Regions from separate parts of the Ovis aries genome. Here regions 1 and 3 are each linked to region 2. Evidence: chromatin contacts called from public Hi-C data. All regions are on one chromosome and are shown on one strand. The core of a region is the stretch at or near the end of the contact, and the rest is flanking DNA. Distances in the headings are between cores, read along the strand shown. Region 1 overlaps LOC105604659. Region 2 overlaps CLEC16A (C-type lectin domain containing 16A). Region 3 has its middle 7.9 kb from the start of RMI2.

Region 1 (2,700 bases), core at 198-2,697, 370 kb before region 2:
CTTCCTTAACCTGGTAACTTGAGGTATTTGGTACCCAGCCTTTAACATCATAGCTGATGGACAAACATCAGGAGCAGGTTGGCAAGGAGACAGGCACTCTTGTCTCTGCTTTTAATTCGTATTATATTGATGAGCCCATCACACAGAGACCAGAAAAAGAAAGAAACAGAGATTGAAACTCACCTGCTAGAACTTCCCCAGTGGTCCAGAGGCTAAGACTCTGCATTCCCAATGCAGAGGGGCCCGGACTCAATCCCTGGCCAGGAAGCTAGATCCTGCATGCTGCAACTAAAGATCCCGTGTGCCACAACCAAGATCACAGATCCAGTGTGCTGCAGCTAAGACCCAGCACAGTCAAAATTAATAAATATTTTTTTAAAAATTTACAAACCTGCTGATGGCGTCTTGCTCAGAGAGGTGCAGAGGATCTGCCTGGGTCTGTGACTCCTAAATTAAAGAGGTCCTTGCTTCAGAGTGAACTGGAGATCCCAGGGGTAAGGCTGTGGCTCTTTCTAAAAGTGCAGAGAAGTCATCCAGAGGTCACTGAGTGTTCCAGAAACATCTGAATATCCCTACTGCTTTCATGACCTGGATACCCTCTCTCCATCAGGATTCAGCTCCTGAACTCCCCCTTCACCAACTGACTAGATAGCTTAGTCGTGTCTGACTCTCTGCGACCCCCTGAACTGTAGCCCACCAGGCTCCCCTGTCCATGGGATTCTTTAGGCAAGAACACTGAAGTGGGTTCCCTTCTCCAGGAGATCTTCCTGACCCAGGGATCAAACCTGCATCTCCTGCATTGCAGGCAGATTCTTTTACCCACTTACCCACCACCTTTGGGTACATCATCTGTACTCCCAAAGTATCAGGTGCTGGGGTCCAGTCCTCTCCCAGGCTGGGAACAATCTCCTCATTAAAAGGGGGAGATACCCTTTTAATGGGGGCCACTTGAGGCCTGACCCTGCTGGGCCTGTGGTGTGCCAGGGGCTGTAACAAGAGCCCCCAGCTTGATTCCAGGAAACAGGGAGTTCCCTGTCCTCTGGGTCCACAAAGCATTATACTTCTCTCCCCTTTTCTCCGCAGTTTGAGATTCTGCCTGAGCCAGCACCAGGCTTGCCAAAGATCTGAGACTTCCTCTCCTTCTGCCACAATCCCATCTCATCCAGCTACAATCCCATCTCATCCAGCAAGGTCAAGATTCTTGTCTGGGGCAGAATGATGAGCACAAAATACCAGCAAGTCAGAGAAGATCAGGACTGAGATGGATCCAGGAAAGAAGGGCTGTTAGTGATTTTGAAATGCCTCCGGGGGCGACGGAGCCCTCACTGGTCTGGATAATTCTCCGTCCCCCTCAACACCTGCCCTGTGATCCAGGAGACAGCCTGGCCCGCCGGTTCCGCTCTGGAGAGGGAATGCCGCTTCGGAACTGTTCTCGCCTGCGATATTTCTTCACTCGTCTGGCTGCCGTTTCTGAAGCCTCTGCTGCATGAGTCAGGCTGCCCCAGGTCTTCCTAGCTTGGGATTGGCTTCCCCTGAGGCATGAGGTTCCTTGAGGGTAACGGATGGTCCCAAATCCCTTAATCAAAGCCTGGTTGGGGGCTTCCCTCTTGGCATAGATCCTGTTTCCAAGGCTGAATGTTCCGGGGGACCGGTTTCCACGGACCTGTGCTCTGGGCATTCAGCCCCCAAGGGTACAGCCTGCAGAGTTGTTCACTTCCTTTGGGGGAAGGCGTTGCCCTTGAAAAATTAAAGCTAGCAGAATCCAAGCACACGTGTGTTAGATTGGTGGAGTTGGCTGTTTCACTGGAGGGATGGGGTGGACCGGGGAGGCGTGGGTGGCTGTGAAACCCGCTCACCAGTAGGGGGCTCCCAAGACACCCTCTACACCGAATCAAGAGTCCAGAGCAGTGGGTGAGCTGTCAGCCCTGAGGCTCGGGGCTACCAGAAAGCCAGATGCCAGTGCTCAGCTGTCCTTGGCCTCCCCACATGTAATCCTTGGCACATAGCAGGTGCTCAGAGAAGTTTAGAAAGAGGAACTCAAGAGGGTTTTAGACTTTCCAGCAGGGGATGCAAATGGGGGATGTGGTCCTGCTCATTCCCACACTCTGGAGGTGGTGCTGTGTTGCCATGGGTATTACAACCAGAAGACTCCAGAGCCCAAGCTCTGCTCTTCAAAACACGTTTGCTCTTCCCTCTGACTTTATAATAACCCAGTGAGGTGTGGACGATCCCTGAGTGCCAGAAGCAGCAGCGGCAGCAGGCTCAGAGAGCCCAGGGCACGTGCTCAAGGTCACACGACTAGCAGGTGGCCAGGCTGGCGCTGATCTGGGCCCGTCTGCCCCACCACAACCATTTGCCTTCCACTTCACGGTGGCCTTGGACAGTCTATAGGCATACCTCATGTCTTTGCCATTTGCAGACACTGCATTTTGGGGGCTTGGAGGGGTTGTTTACATTTTACGGATGGAAGGTTTGCAGCAGCCCCGTGTTGAGGAAATCTGTCAGTGCCATTTTCCTCAGAGCATCGCTCATTTGGTGTCTCTGTGTCACATTTTGGTAATTCTCATAATATTTCAGACTTTTCCATGATTATTGTATGTGTTACGGTAATCTGTGATGTTACTACTACAACTAGCGTTTTTTAGCAATAATTAAGATATGTACATGCTTTTTTTTTTTTTAGAAACAATGGTATTGCAC
Region 2 (2,700 bases), core at 48-2,547:
TAGACATTTAAAGTTATGGTTCTTACAGCAATTCTGACCATGCTCTCAGGGTGGTTGAAAAATTTGATGGCTTCTGTATACAGGGCGAAGTCATTAGTGTGCTAAAAGACAAGAAGTACCCAAAATGAGTTACACACCCGTAAAACATGCCTGCCCCTGCCCCGGGGTTCTGAACCCTATCAGTGAAAGTCGCTCAGTTGTGTCCGGCTCTTTATGATCCCATGGACTATACAGTCCATGGAGCTCTCCTGGCCAGAATACTGGAGTAGGTAGCCTTTTGCGTCTCCAGGGGATCTTCAAAACCCAGGAATCGAACCCAGGTTCTCCCGCATTGCAGGCAGATTCTTTACCAGCTGAGCCACTAGGGAAGCCCAAGAATACTGGAGTGGGTAGCCTATTCTTTCTCCAGTGGATCTTCCCGAGCCAGGAATCAAACCGGGGTCACCTGCATTACAGGCAGATACTTTACCAGCTAAGCCACCAAGGAATCCTACCAGAGAGTTCATAAAAGACACACACACACACACACACACACACCACACACACACAGAGCGCCCATGTGAACCTGAAGCCGGTGGTTCACTCCCTGTGGGGAGTGTGTGGAGGGGTGGGACGGTGAGACCACGGAAGAAACAGAAGTGGGTCCAGACAACGCCAGGCCCAGGTTCAGGATCTGTTCCTCCAGCCCTAGCTGTGTGATGAAGTGTCTCTAAGCCTCCATTTCTACATCTGTAAAGTGAGGATAATAATTCCCACTTCATGGTTGCTAAGATTAAATGAGATTATTTCAGGTACAGTGCGTACCCTGGTGCCTGATACCTAAGGAGCACTCAGTGATAATTCAGATGTAGTTATTAGATGCTGCTTCAACTAATAAAAGGCAAATTCGAAGTCTGACTACATTTAGACCCTCTTTTGCTGCTACTGCTGCTAAGTCGCTTCAGTCATGTCCAACTCTGTGTGACCCCATAGATGGCAGCCCACCAGACTCCTCTGTCCCTGGGATTCCCTAGGCAAGAATACTGGAGTGGGCTGCCATTTCCTTCTCCAAGACCCTCTTTTAGCTAATATATATCTCTATTTGGAAACAATGAAAGTGTAAACATTACTGTGGAAGAGAAGGATCTCGGGAATCTTCTGCCATTAAAAAGGGGTTATCAGAACAGATCAAAACCAGAGAACAGATCAAAACCATTCAGAACCAGAGAAGTGGAGCCTTAATTAAGAAAAAGGCACACAGGATCCGGGCTGGAGCATGAAATGATGTGCTCTGCTGCCCTCTTCTGGGCAGCGTTTCGCATGGCACCCAATCAGACTGGAGGGCACCCCCAGGCAGGGAAAACGGAACCAGCGACCTTCAGCGGGGTGACACCTGTCTAATAAGGGCAACGTGATTCTGAGCGCTAGACACAGGTGTGCACCTAACAGGTGACAGCTACTGCACCAGCCCACAGAAACAGAAACCAAGTCCACCTCAAAGATCAGGCTCCTATGACTCCTCTGGGATCAGCTGGATATTCTTCCAGAAGCATCACTACGACCCCAGAATCCCTGCACCCTGCCCTCCCCGTCCCCCCACCCCCACCAGCAGGTACACAGAAGCCCAGCTGCACCTGAGCTGGGGAAGAACCTGCCCCCTCTCTGGTCTAAACTTCACAGGTGGGTTTCCTTCTGCCCAAGATAGCCTCTGGGAGAATGCAAACAGCACCCCTCTGGTCTCTGGACACATTCAGTGAGCACCTGCTGTGTTCCAGGCACTGGGCCACACAATGTTAATCTTCTAAACCATCCCACACCTTGTGGCTGGCAGCTAGTATTCCTTCCTTTTGTAAAAGGGAAGAGCGGCCTTCCCTTGTAAAAGAAATGGACCGTGTGGATGTTGAGTTTCAACGAAAGTGTTTTCAGGAACAATATGTGAGCAAGAGGCCAGTTTTTGCTCACTATAAATCTAGACCAAAAAAAAAAGCAAAGTGCAGGAGGCTGTTGCCACATCCTACGAACACAGCTGGGTGGATTTTGCCAGAGGAAATGTCTGGGACCGTGGTCTGACTTCAAGTACAGGCTGTGCAGCATATGTGACCACCAATCAGAGGACACTTGCCGGACAAACAGCACATGGCTGTGTGGCAGCTGGCCTCCTTCCACACTGAGTCAGGGCTGGCCTGGGCAGCCTAAAGAAGACAATGGAAGAGACGGTGTGTGGCTTCTGAGGCCCCGTCAGGAAAGGCATTACAGCTTGCCTTGATGTCTTGGAGTCATTTACTCTATGGGAAGCCAACTGCCACACCAGGAGGATGCCCAAGCAACTCCCTGGAGGGGACTATGTAACCGAGGCCTCCCAGCAACAGCCAGCACTGAATGGTCAGCCATGTGGACGAGCCACCCTGGAAGCAGATCCCCCTAATCCAGCCTTCGGATGACTGCAGCCTTGTGAGAGACTGAGCCAGAACTGTCCTGCCAGGCCATTCCCCAACACCAGACACACTGTGAGGGAAATGTGACAGAATTCTGACCAGCAAGACGGGAAAGGAAGTCTGCTGGGAGGCTTCTGGGAAAGAAGTTTTGGGGAAAGTTAGAAAGGGGCACAAGAAAGGATGTGATGTCACCAGGCTTTTCAGCAGCGGCAAGTGAGTATGTGGTGTCTGGAGCTTCTGCAGCCATCCTGAGACCATGAAGGCTTTGAGCCTAAAGACAGATGCC
Region 3 (2,700 bases), core at 99-2,598, 340 kb before region 2:
CTCCGTCTTCCTACCTGAAAAACCAGCCTTTCATGGAACACGCACTGACTGCCCGTGTGTGTTGTGCATGGACAGACGGATACCTAAGACACAGTCACATCACTGGAGGCCCCTTCGATGGGGACAGAGATACTGACAGACCTTTTGGAGCAATTTCTGTGCCTGTCTGTAGATCTGTGAGGGGAAAGGGCTTCTATTTGGGTTCCCATGATCTTCTTGGGTCTCATTCACTCTACAGACTGGTCTCCAAGCCCAAAGTCGGACACCCGAGGGCAGGGCCGGGACTGCCCAGGTGTGGCTAAGCCCCTCTCTGCCTCAGCAGGCAGGGACCCCCAAAAGTGGTCCTTTGCACTGGCTCCAAGATGTCTGCTAAATGTAGGTCACTGTGGCCGAAGGTGCGTGTTTCCCTCTTGACGTGACACACAGGGGCAGCTGCTGAGTGAGCCTGGCCTGTGGCTTAGTCCATTAGTCCATTTGGTGACCAACATTTCTCAGGGCCTCGCAGTCACGGCTCGATCCCCGAGGTTGGAAGGCGATTCTGTCCATGGCGTGTCCTCCGGATTCTTTTCCTCCTCACCATTAAATCACATACAGCAGGCCACGAGACAAAATGCTTGACTTTTTTCTTGTGGTCTTTCCTTCTTCCTGCTTCACCTGATGCATAAGAATTTTGTGGTAAAACTACAGCTTTACAAGAATATGCAACAGAAAGATTTAGGGAACTCAGTGATCCAAAACCAGCTAAATGAGCTGGGTTTTTTTTTTTTTTTCTTCTCTCTCTCTCTTCTTTTTTTCTTCTAATGTAAAGCAGTTCCAAGAAAAGTGAAGTCACAGCCCAGGGTGCTTATTTTCAGTTCTTAGAAAAGAGCCAATTTCAAAAGGGAAGCTTTGCAGCCGGAGCACACAGCCTGCCCTTGTCTGGTGAGGGGAGCTTGCTGATAAACCAACTTTGATTTGGCATCAGAAAACTAAAACCCCCAACCGAGATGCGTCTTCATCTGGTGATGTCAAGGAGGAAACAGGAGGCGAAACAGTGAGAGTTCTTAATATTCTGGCAGACCGCAAGAGCTCAGCTAACAGCTAAGACGCCGAGAGGGCCCAGGGCCAGCTCCGAGCCCCTGGGGAGCCATCGGCGTCTGCAGGGACTTGTCGGAAAGACATGGGCACCCTCGTCTCCCCACCTCCCACACTCTTAAGGTAGTTCACTGCCAGGCGGCCCTATTGGCCCAATCAGCGATTTTTCATTCAGGCGTTTGTTACCAGAAGTTAGGTGAGGACGGAGCAGGCAGGATATGGTTCTTAGCAGCCTGGGTTGGTCTTGGAGCAGAAGAGCCGGCTTCAGATAGAAGAGCCTGACCTCAGCAAGGCAGACTTCAGTTTAAGGGCTTAGGGAGGCTACCGTACAACCAGCTCCAGGGTTACTATCGGGAAATCCAGGCTAATTGTGGAACAAACAGTTGGCCCAAGAATCTTAGGATAGAGATGGCGTGGACAACATCAGAATGCAATGTCAGTGTAATCAAAAGCAAATGGTCAACTCTTTCCCAGCCAGGGGGAGCCTAGCGAAACATGCTGACTCTGTCATAGGGTGTCCTGGACGGGCTCCAAGAACAGGAAGAGGACATTGGAAAAAACACTAAGGAAATCTGAATAAAGGGTAGAATGTGGTTAATAACATCTCAGTGTTGGGTCACTAATTGAAACTAATGTGTCATATTTGTGTTGATGTTAATAATAGGGGAGACTGGGCACAGGTAAATGGGAACTCTTTGCACTGTCTTTGAAATTTTTCTGTGGACCTAAAACTATTCTAAAATATATACATATATACATACATATATATATTTTTAAGAGGCAACTGAAGGATTTGAGTATGAACTTATTACCAGCAATAATCATTTGGGGCCTACCAAGTACCAGGCACATGTAAAAGTGATTTACACACTTCCTCACTTATTCCTCACACCAGTGCTGAGAGCTCAGTATAATCTGCATTTTATAGATGAGGAAACTAAAGCACAGAGTAGGTGGGACAGATGAAGTGTTCACATTCAGGTCTACAGGGCTGCAGAGGTCCCGATGAAGCTCAGCAACATTGACCAAACTCTGAACATAAACTGACTCGAAACAAACTTCAGACAGGCAACAAAACCCAGACTGGCAGGAAAAACAATATGCGTTTTCCAATTTCCCCACCTTTAAAAGAAAATGCTAGAGTTAAAAAATATAGTATATCCAGGGACTTCCCTCGGGGTCCAGTGGTTAAGAATCTGCCTTCCAATGCAGGGGACGTGGGTTCGATCCGCGCTGGGGAACAGATTCCACATGTTGTGGGGCAGCTAAGCCCATGTGCAACAACTAAAGAGCCTGCACCCTGCAACTGGAGAAAGTTCTCAGTCCGCCACGAAGAGCCCGCACAGCCAAATATATATGTGTGTGATTACATATATACTTATGCATATGCATATGTGTGTATTTATGTAAATATATATGGGCTTCCCAGGTGGCTCAGTGATAAAGAATCTGCCTGCCAATGCAGGAGCCCTGGGTTTGATCCCTGGCTCAGGAAGTTCTCCTGGAGAAGGAAATGGCAACCCACTCTAGCATTCTTGCCTGGAAAATCCCATGGACAGAGGAACCTGGCAGGCTGCAGTTGGGGTCACAAAAGAGTTGGACACGACTGAGCTCCACACACTGCTG

Evidence for each region. A called contact is a pair of places that touch in the nucleus more often than the background predicts.
Region 1: a contact with region 2 is called in a Hi-C map of tail adipose tissue, with 7 times the contacts expected there. The contact joins two enhancer-like sites. A contact is called at or near these places in 3 of 16 Hi-C or Micro-C datasets (liver, mixed tissues and tail adipose tissue).
Region 3: a Hi-C map of liver shows a contact between it and region 2, with 3 times the contacts expected there. The contact joins two enhancer-like sites. A contact is called at or near these places in 10 of 16 Hi-C or Micro-C datasets (blood, hypothalamus, liver and 4 more).

What each region holds. Positions count from the first base shown.
Region 1 is chr24:10,548,453-10,551,152 of ARS-UI_Ramb_v3.0, reverse strand. LOC105604659 reads left to right here. Exons shown (of 70, transcript XM_060405888.1): 70 at 1,084-1,766. The coding sequence ends at 1,088. Among named protein-coding and RNA genes, the nearest start is that of RMI2, 39 kb to the right of the region's middle. Within about 2 kb of position 1,447, at least 8 of the 54 cell types and tissues checked have an H3K27ac peak or open chromatin away from gene starts, as enhancers often do.
Region 2 is chr24:10,174,443-10,177,142 of ARS-UI_Ramb_v3.0, reverse strand. CLEC16A (C-type lectin domain containing 16A) reads right to left here. Exons shown (of 22, transcript XM_060405630.1): 5 at 1-101. Among named protein-coding and RNA genes, the nearest start is that of CLEC16A, 32 kb to the right of the region's middle. Within about 2 kb of position 1,297, at least 6 of the 54 cell types and tissues checked have an H3K27ac peak or open chromatin away from gene starts, as enhancers often do. A contact at or near this core is called in liver, where this site is marked.
Region 3 is chr24:10,517,354-10,520,053 of ARS-UI_Ramb_v3.0, reverse strand. No RefSeq gene overlaps it. Among named protein-coding and RNA genes, the nearest start is that of RMI2, 7.9 kb to the right of the region's middle. Within about 2 kb of position 1,348, at least 11 of the 54 cell types and tissues checked have an H3K27ac peak or open chromatin away from gene starts, as enhancers often do. A contact at or near this core is called in liver, where this site is marked.